Linked DNA regions of Mus musculus: region 1 is linked to region 2. A link is a contact called in public HiChIP or PLAC-seq data. All regions are on one chromosome and are shown on one strand. Each heading gives the region's core, a stretch centred on a gene start, on an enhancer-like site or on the middle of the called end of the contact. The rest is flanking DNA. Distances are from core to core; before and after follow the strand shown. Region 1 has its middle 87 kb from the start of Gm30266. Region 2 has its middle 100 kb from the start of Gm40217.

What was found. HiChIP or PLAC-seq counts read pairs in DNA pulled down with a chosen protein or histone mark.
Region 1: a contact with region 2 is called in an H3K27ac HiChIP or PLAC-seq map of embryonic stem cells, with 6 times the contacts expected there. The contact joins two enhancer-like sites. A contact is called at or near these places in 1 of 15 datasets of contacts at CTCF or cohesin (the NIH/3T3 cell line) and 2 of 115 datasets of contacts at active chromatin or transcription factors (cardiomyocytes and embryonic stem cells).

What each region holds. Positions count from the first base shown.
Region 1 is chr4:105,959,383-105,965,129 of GRCm38.p6, forward strand. No RefSeq gene overlaps it. Among named protein-coding and RNA genes, the nearest start is that of Gm30266, 87 kb to the right of the region's middle. Within about 2 kb of position 3,374, at least 19 of the 459 cell types and tissues checked have an H3K27ac peak or open chromatin away from gene starts, as enhancers often do. A contact at or near this core is called in embryonic stem cells, where this site is marked.
Region 2 is chr4:105,420,205-105,425,095 of GRCm38.p6, forward strand. No RefSeq gene overlaps it. Among named protein-coding and RNA genes, the nearest start is that of Gm40217, 100 kb to the left of the region's middle. Within about 2 kb of position 3,612, at least 18 of the 459 cell types and tissues checked have an H3K27ac peak or open chromatin away from gene starts, as enhancers often do. A contact at or near this core is called in embryonic stem cells, where this site is marked.

The DNA of each region.
Region 1 (5,747 bases), core at 2,124-4,623, 540 kb after region 2:
ACTTTGGTCATAAAACAGAACTGCTCTGGCTCTAACATTTTGATTATAACAGAACAAACATCCTGAGTCACTCTGAAGAATAACTAAAGTGATCCAACCTTGGGGCCAGAGATTGATGTCACTCACCAATGGCCAATGACTTAATCAATCATGCTTGCATAATGAAAACTAAATAGATACTGTGGACCAAAAACTGTAATTCTTTAAGATGACAAATGCACACACGTGCCAGGGCTGTGATATACCCAGAGAGGTCACCCGCAGCGTGTGCCTTGCCCTTTGCCCTTCTTTGAATTGATGTTCTTGAGTCGCATCCCTTAGACTACAGTGGTGATTGTTAACTGTAACACATTTCTGAGTTCTGGGAGGTGAATCATCAGACCTAAGGGTATCAACAGAAATGCATTACACCAGGATCCTGGACTCACAACAAACATCTAAGATAAAGGCAGTCTTTTGAGGTTGAGCCCTTAATGTGTGAAGTCTCATGCTAAATGTGGGTGGTTAGCATCAGGCTACAATTGAATTATAAGATGTTGGAGAACTCCTATTGTGGAGGTACATGTACCTTATCAATAAATCAAGTAAGGCAAAGTTCAAAGGGAGCAACTGTTTGTCTTAGTCTATTTTCTGCCATGATAGCATTATATCATAGACTAAGTTTTCCTTCACACAAATAGAGACTAATTTAGCTCTGGTCTGGAGGACAGGAAGTCAAAATCATGCCGTTGGCATTCATCTGCTTAGCACCGACTAAGGGGCTTTTTGCTCCATCATAACAGAGAGCATCATGTGGCAAGATAGGATAAACACAATAGAGAGAACTTGCTTTTATAATAAAGTCATTCACTGATCTGCAAATACATTCACAAAGGGAAGTGCTCATGACTCAGTACCAAGCCTTACCTCTAAATACTACTACTATAACAAAACACCGGAGGCTGTGCAACAGATAAAGAGAGGATTTATTTAGCCCACAGTTTTGGAGACACAAGTCTACGAAAAGTTGGCATTACCTGTCAGGTCTGGTTATTTCACACTAGACTCCATCTCTTAAAGAGTCTGCTACCTCTCATACCACCATATTGGAGATGCCCAGCCTATGAGTCATTGGCACACACTACCTCTCATACCACCATATTGGAGATGCCCAGCCTATGAGTCATTGGCACACACTACCTCTCATACCACCATATTGGAGATGCCCAGCCTATGAGCCATTGGCACACACTACCTCTCATACCACCATATTGGAGATGCCCAGCCTATGAGCCATTGGCACATACTACCTCTCATACCACCATATTGGAGATGCCCAGCCTATGAGCCATTGGCACACACACTCAAACGTTACCAAACTTTAACTTTTCAACACTTAAACCACAGCAATACCCAACATCTCATCTCCTTCTGTTTCCTCCATGTATTTTCTAAGGATACTGTCTGCCTTCAAGTCATCTTCTCTACATGAGATCCAATACCTCATGACTGAGCAAGAATAGTTCGTTTCATGGCTGAGCAATGAAAGTCAGGCTTCCATCATCCAGGCTAAGTGGATTTGAGAACTTTGACCACTGGCCTTTGCCTTTAAACCAGAGGGCTGAAGAGCAATGATGTTTCCTGCATTTCACTGTGTAGACATGCATCCATTCTTCAGATTGCTACCACCCCCTCCCGAAATGAGTATCCAAAATTATGAAAAGTAAGAGGCTGTCTAGTGACCTCAGGACCATCCAAGGCACTGCTAGCAGCAGCAAAGCCAGAGCTGTGTCCATCTGTGTCCCCTGTGTCTATTTTTCAATGGGTCCCACCTAGAGGTAGGAAGGATTAATTGTTATCTTCCTGGGAATCTATGGAGTTTTCAGCTTTGTTTCCAATGCTTCATTTACATGCACTGTTCTTTAAAGTCTCACAAAGGAAAAAAAAGACTTAGGGGTGTGTGTGTGTGTGGTGTCTTTTAATAAGGTTGTGTGGGAAAAGAAAGGTGTTCTCCACATCCTGCCCTAACCATCACACTTGGCTTGGAAAGGCTGTAACAGTTCCTGAAAACACTTTTAGTTGCAAAAAAGTGAGTACAGGGCAGCCAGCATGGTTTCTATTTGTTGTCTTATATATTTTTATATATGCTAGGACTACAGAACCAAGCCTGTCCTAAGCCAGAAAGTGTGTATAAAAATGTGTGCCAAACAATTTTTTTTTCTTAAGGTTTATTTCATTTTCAAAATAAAATAAAATAAAACCCACCATGGATCAAATGAAATGACCCGATTAAAGACAACCTCTCTCCTCCTGCGTGACTTTTCATGGCTGTGGGACTTAGATTCCCAAGGTATTATTTTTGACCTTTTTCCTAAATCACCAGTATATTGGAAACAGCTGTTAGGTAGGTTTGACGCTACAGGAAAAGTGCCAGAGGTATCTTTTTCCCTCCCCTGTGAGCTGAGCCAGTGCCCAGCAGGTGACCTTGGAGCCCTTGAGTGTTCGGGAGAGATGAGCTTTAGTTGAATACATTGTTTGTACAAGGTCATTATCCCCACCCCACCAGATTGTTGAAACTGAATTTTTCAACCCAGGTGTATTTAATGAGAAGTGAGGCCGCTGAAATTCTCCCACTGGGCCTGCCAGGAGAAGAACGGCAACAGTCAGTTGTCATCAACGTGTCCTCAGTTGCCTTACCAGGTCCTCAGGTCAGCAATGCAAGGTGGGCATTTTCCTTCAAATGTTATAAGGAAGGACTTAAAACTCAGAGATGTGAGAAGACAGAGAACCTGCCTTTGGAGGCCATGGAGCATAGTGGGTGGCCGGAAAGGGGCTGGGCCTGGATCTGACTGGTTCCAAAGCAAATGTAAATTACCTACTGCATACTCTAAAAGAAAACCCCAAACCAAGAAAACCCTTTAAAAAAAAAAAACGCACGCTCCAATGTGGGGTGGACAGTCTGCCAGCAGCAGCTACAGACACAGTAAATGGTAAGTGAATGCCCAGGGCATTGAACCTTGTGTTTTGCTTTAAAGCAAAAACCATCTGAAGAGACTTCTGTAAAGCAAGCTTTGGGTGGGGAAAGAGATCTGAGGGGCTGCAAAGCACTGATATGGCTGTCTGTCTCCCCAGCAATCAATGGCCAGGAGAAAGGAAAGGTAAACCCGTTCCCTCAGAGCTGTGGTCTTGCGTCTGGAGAGCTTTGGCTGGCTTGTGGGGACGGACAGCAGAGATGGTGAGATCTGAAACCCAAGTGCCTCACTAGAACCAGAAAAGGGGAGTTGTTACTGAAAAGCCCCCGGAAGTTCTGTTTTCTAAAGACTTGGGGTGGGAGAGGCAACCCCATCCTGCCCATCATCCTTGACTTCCTTCTCAGACAGGCCCCGGCAGTGGAATAATTAGACCAAAGAGTGTGTTTCAGGAAACTCTGGCCGCAGCGTCAGGCCCAGGCTTGTTTTAAAGGCAGCTGCTCTGATGTTAAAATGAAATAGGACATGTAACCAGATTATGGGAAAATCATTGCTATTAACGACAATAATTACCCTCTGTTCAAGGAGCTTCCTGAAATAAAAACATCAAAGAACAGCTTTCAACTACTTTACTCGGCCCCCTTGGTGAACCCTTGGGGTCCGGGTGTGTTTCTAAGGCATTTGAGGGAGAATAAATAGGAAGGAAGGCGAATGGGGCAATGCGGGAATCTTTCGTGTTTTGCTGTAACTTAACTGTGCCTTGTGCAAATACCTATACTCAGCCAAACCAAAGGGTTGAGGGCACCTGTCAGGGCTGCTGTTCTAAATAAGATGAGCTTCTGTTCTGAGGAAGCCCCAGTCTAGAGCAGGATGTGGAAGTTTAATGAGTCAACATGACAAGTGCAATAAGGACAGAGGGCAGGGTTGCTAGGTAGCAGAAAGGACCAGTGTCATCCTCCCAGCTGGGAATGAGGAAAGGTTGGGTTCTTGAAGGAAAACATGCGATGCCACCAGATGAAGGGCATGGATGAGCAGGAGGCATAAAGGGAAACTGGGGCTTCTGCACAGTGGGAGTCCAAAGCTTTGAGACAATGGGATGTAGTTAGTTCAGTCAACAGAGACAAGGCTCGGGATGTGGGCAGGTGCCAGACAGAAGGAAATGCAGAGGCAGAATACTTGAGAAAGATGACTCTACCTGTAAAAGGCATCACCAGTTAACATAGAAACTGTGCTAAAAGGGAGAAGTGTGGGAGGGAGTGCCTTGACCCTCGAGATGGGGACAGTATGGTTGTTAGAACTCTTCAAGAATTAAAAAACCTGTAGAATTCAGTGAGTAAAATGGATATGGACAGGGATGATATTCATAAAGTTTGACAAGTAGCACTGACCCCTCAGAATAAATACCAGCCAAACACAACAGCAGGGCCCAACTACGCACAGTGACTGGCAGCAGCCCAGGCACGGATTGGGGATGGAGCTGTTTATAGACACCTTCTAGTCAGGTGCCTGTCTAAGAGGATGACTGTTCTGAGAAAGCCCCAGGTTGCCACACATTTTAAAACTTGGAGTTTCTTCCCTGGAAGCTCCACAAGAGAATGACCAGAGTCATTAGGGTCAGAAGCTAGAGGCCCTATTGGGTAAGGCTCAGTCACCTGTCCTCCAGGGGACAATTAGACAAGTAAGTGACAGTGAAAAGCAAAAAAAAAAAAGAAAGAAAGAAAATGTATCCCATGAGGTCACACTGTATCCCATGAGGTCACACTGTATCCAATGAGGTCACACTGTATCCAGTGAGGTCACACTGTATCCAATGAGGTCACACTGTATCCAATGAGGTCACTCTGTATCCAGTGAGGTCACACTGTATTCAATGAGGTCACACTGGGATAGAGAACAAAGAACAAAGTGACCTAATGACCTTTCTCAGGCTCCAGAAGTCTGTCTTCAGGGCCCTGAATGAGATCTGGGTTTTAATAGAGGCCAAACGGTATAAATAAATAACTAAGCCGGCCTGGTTAACGTGTGGTCCTGCCGATCATCCTTGTTTCAGTTCCCTTGCAAGGTGGTCTGACAAGCCGTCAGAGCTGTCCCAAATCTCTTTCCCTAGGCAAATTCCTCTTATGGCTGCCACCAGGGCTCCAGCCATCTCTTTTTTCTACTATGAGATTCCTGGAGAAATTCAAATTTCTTGGGATCCTTTATTTGAGTCTTACGGTGAAAGACAGAGTCACAATATCTCTGGAGAACATCTTTGTTTCTGCCAGGACAGGTACAAGATGATGAGCTAGGTCTGAGCCTGCACCATGAGAAGCCCCACATGTTCCCTCTTGTTACCTGTACATTGTCCCAAGACTATGTTCTAGTGAGATTTCTGAAGAATGAGGGACCTAGAAAGTGAGGCATAGTCACCCAGTAACTTATGCTTCAGAAATGGTGTGCTAACCGATAGCCAGCCAATACGCAGACATATGAGTTAGACCAGGCAAGTTCAACATAGCCTGCCAGATGATCCCAGACAACTCCTGCTGTGTGATCCTCCTGTATATGTGGTCCTGTTGTATGCATTAAAGTTCTGTGGTTATTTGTAATACATCTGTATTATGCCAACAAATAATGGATATATACACTCTACCATTCATATACTTTCATGCTTGCCAAAGTGGTCAGGAGGCCATATAACATGGAAAATAAGTCAAAATAAGTCTGGAGGTGGCTATAGTCTCCCACACACCTGCATACATCACATGTTCAAGGAGGGGGTTGGATATGGACAAATGGCAAAGTTGGCTAGACCACCTC
Region 2 (4,891 bases), core at 2,362-4,861:
TCCAGGGGATCTAACACCTTTGTCCTCTGAGGACACTTACACTCATATGTACAAATATATAGAGATGACACACTATATATGTAATATGTACACACACACACACACACACACACATACACATATATATGTGCATGCATATATATATACATATACATATATATTTATATATTTGTATATACTCATAGTTGGGTGTTTCAATCCATCATGGCCAGGTATCATAGCTTGAGACAGCTGGTCACATTGGATTCATAGTCAAGAAGCAGAACATGATGAGTGCTCTATGCTTAACTCCCCCCCCTCACACACACACATATACACACACACTTTCATTAAATTCATTACTCAAATTTATGTTTATGCTTTGCTACCTAAAATAGAAATAAGTTCAATAATCATTTTAACATAATTTATTTGACTCACAATCCCCCAGTGACTGATAAAATATTGTTAAGTTGTTGTTCTTGTTTGTTTTTGCAGTGTTCAGAACTAAACCAAAGCCCCACATACACTGGGCAAACACCGTATCCCTGAACTACCCCACCAGTCTGGTTTATCACTTTCTCCTGTTTCTATAGTCTAGGATCCCAGCACAGGGGATGGTGCCACCCACAGAAGCAGCTCTTCCACTACAGGCAATCTAATCTCTCCTAGGCATGCCCAGTGGTTCCCCTCCCAGATGATTCTAGATCTCACCAAGTTATCATTAACAAACATAGACAGTAAGCAAGCATTTAAAAATCTTTGATTAGTGGTGTGTGTGTGTGTGTTTTATATGTTGGTGCATGTAAAAGCCAAAAGAAGACATTGGGTAGGGTGTACCACTCTACCACTCACTGTTCTATTATCTTGACACAGTGTCTCTCACTGAAGCTGAAATCCCAGTGATCTTGTCTACCCTGGCCTGAGCTCTGGGTTTATAGAAGGGCTTGTGGCTTTGCCTGGCTTTTTAAAGGGATCCAAGGACTTGAACTCAAGTTCCCAAGCTTCTATAGCAAATACTTGTGTCTGATGAACCACCATCTCTGTCCCTGATAAGTATTATGAAAGTATAATTCTGTGTAGTGGAGACATAGGCTGTGGGTTCTTTTTAGAAGAAATGAAGCTTACATGGTTATGAGAAGAATGCATTGGCTATGGATCTGGGGAAAGCATGTGAAGAAGGCCTGGAAACGCCGGAGGAGCAGTGAGAACTGCATACAGCCAGAGTGTGGCACAGAAGATCTCCATAGCTAGAGTGTCGCACAGATCTCCATAGCTGGAGTGTGGCATAGTAGGCCTGGTTGTAATAACCAAGGTCTGAGCAAGGTGGGCACATTATGGAGGGTTGTAAATCATGCTTGGGAAGTCCATTCTGCCTATGTTAAGGCTAAAACAGCAGGTAGAAAGATTGGAACTAGGAAGATGAATTTTGGGCTGTTGCTGATGTCAAAGGAAAGATGCCGGTGGTTTAATGTCTTAAGTATTGGGATGCTGCAGAGTAAATAGGACACAGAGGGAACAGGGGACCATGTCAAAGGTGATCCCAGGATTCTGGCCTGAGCAGTCACTGTGACAGGAAGCATAAAAGGATGAGATTAGGGACAGGAGGATAATTAGTTGGATTTTAATCATGATGAACTTTCAAAGCCTATCAACTTTTCCAGTTGATTCAAGGATGATACATAGGCTTCAGGTCAAGGGTCAGGATCAGGGGAAGGCAAGCAGTCACATAGTGAACTAAATTTAATGATTCTTTCAGGGTCCCTTTAGTACAGGGTCAGCACATGAGACCCTGTTTCCTTAAATTTTATACCTTAGGCAGCTTGCTTACTTCTCTAGTCTCAGCCCTGTTCAGGGCAGAGTACAGCATTTTTGGCTGGAGTTACAAGTCTGGATACATAGATGGTAGAGTAGGTATTTGCCATTGTTTAGTTTCCCTGTATTGATTTCTTACTTCCCAAGGGGATTCAGTTTTATTTTGGGGGGACTTTCTTACTCTATTGTGTGTCTTGATGGGACATTGTGAAACAGGTTCCTGCCTCTCATAAAAGATCCTGAAATGGTCCCAGAAGAACACTCTTTGGGTACTAGAGCATGATTTGCAATCAAGTGTCGAAAACTAAATGAGACATTTGAAGAAGAAAATGAGCAAAAGCTACCCTGATGGGCGCTCTTGTTATCTAGGTCTCCTTAGTGGCAATATTCCATGCTAATAGAAGTGACAGCACACTGTGCTAGGAGTGTAACAATTTGAAACATGTACCTACTGTAGAAAGTTTTGTTACTGCTCCTGAAATTGTCCTGGGCTGGGGTGAGGACTGACTGGAGACCCAGGGCCAGGTGGGAAGGGACACAGTCTTAGGTAAGACAGACATTGTCAGAATCGGGCCAGAGGCAACAAAGGAAACAGAGCTTTGCTGATCTGTTGAAAACCACTGGGGGAGGTCTCACTGGAAATGAGTCGGAGGCTAACTACGCTGCTATTTTGGGCTCATTCAACGACAGGACCTAAATCAAACAGATGTGCTTTTGCCCTCGTGCAACACTCTAGAAGTTTGTCATATGAAACGTGGCTTCCCTGTCTACTTTCAAGGAAATTATCAACCCATCCTTAGCTAAAGGGAAGAGCAAAAGAAAGCAAGGGGAACAACTTTTTCCTCTCCCCCTCCTTGTCTTCCTCGTCTTCCTCCTCCTCTGCTTCTCTGTTTAGAAAGTGACCCGAGAACGAGACTGTCTTCCCCTACTTTATTTATGTTCCACTGTATGGCCACTGCTAGATTCAAAGAAGGCTGGGAAATTCAGCCCATAGTGTGCATGGAAGACAGGACTCTCCCATTTGGTTCATGTGGAGAAATTTGCTAATTAAAGGAAGAGAGGGAGGATAGATTGATTTATAGGAGTCTAGTGACTAGATTTTGTCAAACCCATTAATTCTCTTTATCTTCCCACTGAAGCAGGAGCCCTTTCTCTTCCCTCTGCCTCCTTATGGTCTTCATGGGCAGTCTGGCTTTAAGGGACGACCCGACATATACACTATGATAACACTTTGTTGCAGCCACTGTTCTAAGTTACTTATGAGCTGAGTAGTTCAATCCACAGGGAAAGTCTTTCCTTTTTCTTTAAATCTCTGGACTTGGGCTGAGGGAGAAGAGGAGAGAGAGAGAGTGATACCTTACACAGATTAGTACAACAGTTGCTATAGCTGTCATTTGAACTCTTTCTGATTTCAAGGTGTTGGTGTTTTCATTCTACCACAGGTAGCCTTCAGGTCCCTGATGGTGTGAGAACTGGCTGGGGCATGGGGTGGGGGTGGGGGTGGAGCAGGGTCAAGAATGATGAGTAATGGGAAGGTAGTGGGGTGAGCACAAGTAATAAGAGGACCAAGTACCCTCTTTCCCCCTCCCGTGTGTGTGTGTGTGTGTGTGTGTGTGTGTGTGTGTGTGTGTGTGTGTGAGTGTGTGTATGGTGTGTTCATAGACACATGAAGGCAGTCAGGAGAAAGACAGATTAAAAGACTATGCTTACAGGCACCTGTTTGCTGATTTATTTCTATGTAGTCTCTGCAGACCCAAGCCTTCCCTGACTTGGAAAGCATGGGGGAGCTGTTTGACAAAACAGCTGAGTCACCCAAGAGTCTGACCTTTAATGTGGAAAACCGTCACCAAGGACAGGGCTGAGGAGTAGCTGCTGGGTAATCAGGAATGGGGGTGGGGGTAGGGGTGGGGGGATAGGGTCCTGGCAGGACAAGGCAGTGGTCAGAGCAGCAGGGTGGGGAGCCAGAGTGCAGGCAAACTGATTTCCAGGAAGGAAATGCTGCCCCACCCACTCCTCCTCAGGCTGAGGCAAGGTTGCCTTGTTGTCTGGTTCCAGAGAAGGACCTCTCACAAGAATTCTATTGTCTGACCTTCAGAAATGAGAATAAAGTTGTTCCTTAAGGGGGACAATGAAGATCACAGCAGCCAAGGACTCGGGCCGGAAGAAGGAAGTCCTTAAATGCTCTAAGAACTTACAACAGGGGTTTGGGACAAGGGTTCAGGGACTACACTTCAGGAAAGGCTGGGCCTGGGAAGAGAGGTAAACTGAAATCTGTCCTGTTGGGTGCCTAGCCCACATCCTCGAAGGCGATGGTTCCTAGCTACAGAACTGGAGTGCCCAGCTCCATGTTCTTGCAGGCTATACTTCCTGCCATAGACCTGGGAGTGCCCAGGCCCCACTTCTAAAGAATGCCCTCTTCTGAGCCCAACAGAGCTGCTCACTCTTTCTAGAATAGAGTCCCACTGTCAGCAACCCAGGTCCTCTCTAGTGTGTCATGTTCCCATCTAGGTCATCCTCCACCTCCATGATCAAGTTCCATTGTTCCGGGAAGCCTTCCTTGATGGAGCAGGGCAGAAACACGTATCCATCTGCTTTATCTTGAGGTCACACTACTTTGTACTTGCACAGGATCATAAATTCTTAGGTGCTCAGTAAATAAATAAGTGCTGATAAATTAAAAGTTCTGAGGATCTTTAACTGCTATTTTTTTGGTAAAAGTTATCACTAAAAATTAAATATGGTCAAGTCATGTATGTTCATGGATGAAATTTACAAGACCTTTTGCTGTGTTCTGATTTTTGTGGTTGTTCTTGCTTCATGAAGTGTGACCACTGAAACTATTTGAACCTCCAGCTAGAAGACGTGGGTAAGGAATTCCCTGTCATCTACCTTTCTGCTTTCCGCTCTCCAGAGTCCCATCTCTAGGCAAGGGGCTATGGGGACAGATGATGGCCTCTTCCTGCAGGAAAACGCCCTGGGTCCACTCCTGAAACTCCTACAGGGATCTCAGAATATTTGCATTTTAAAAGGGTCACGGTTGAGAGGCCAGATGCCTTAGGGGTGGGACTTTTTCTAGAGCAGGAAATCAAGTTTTAAG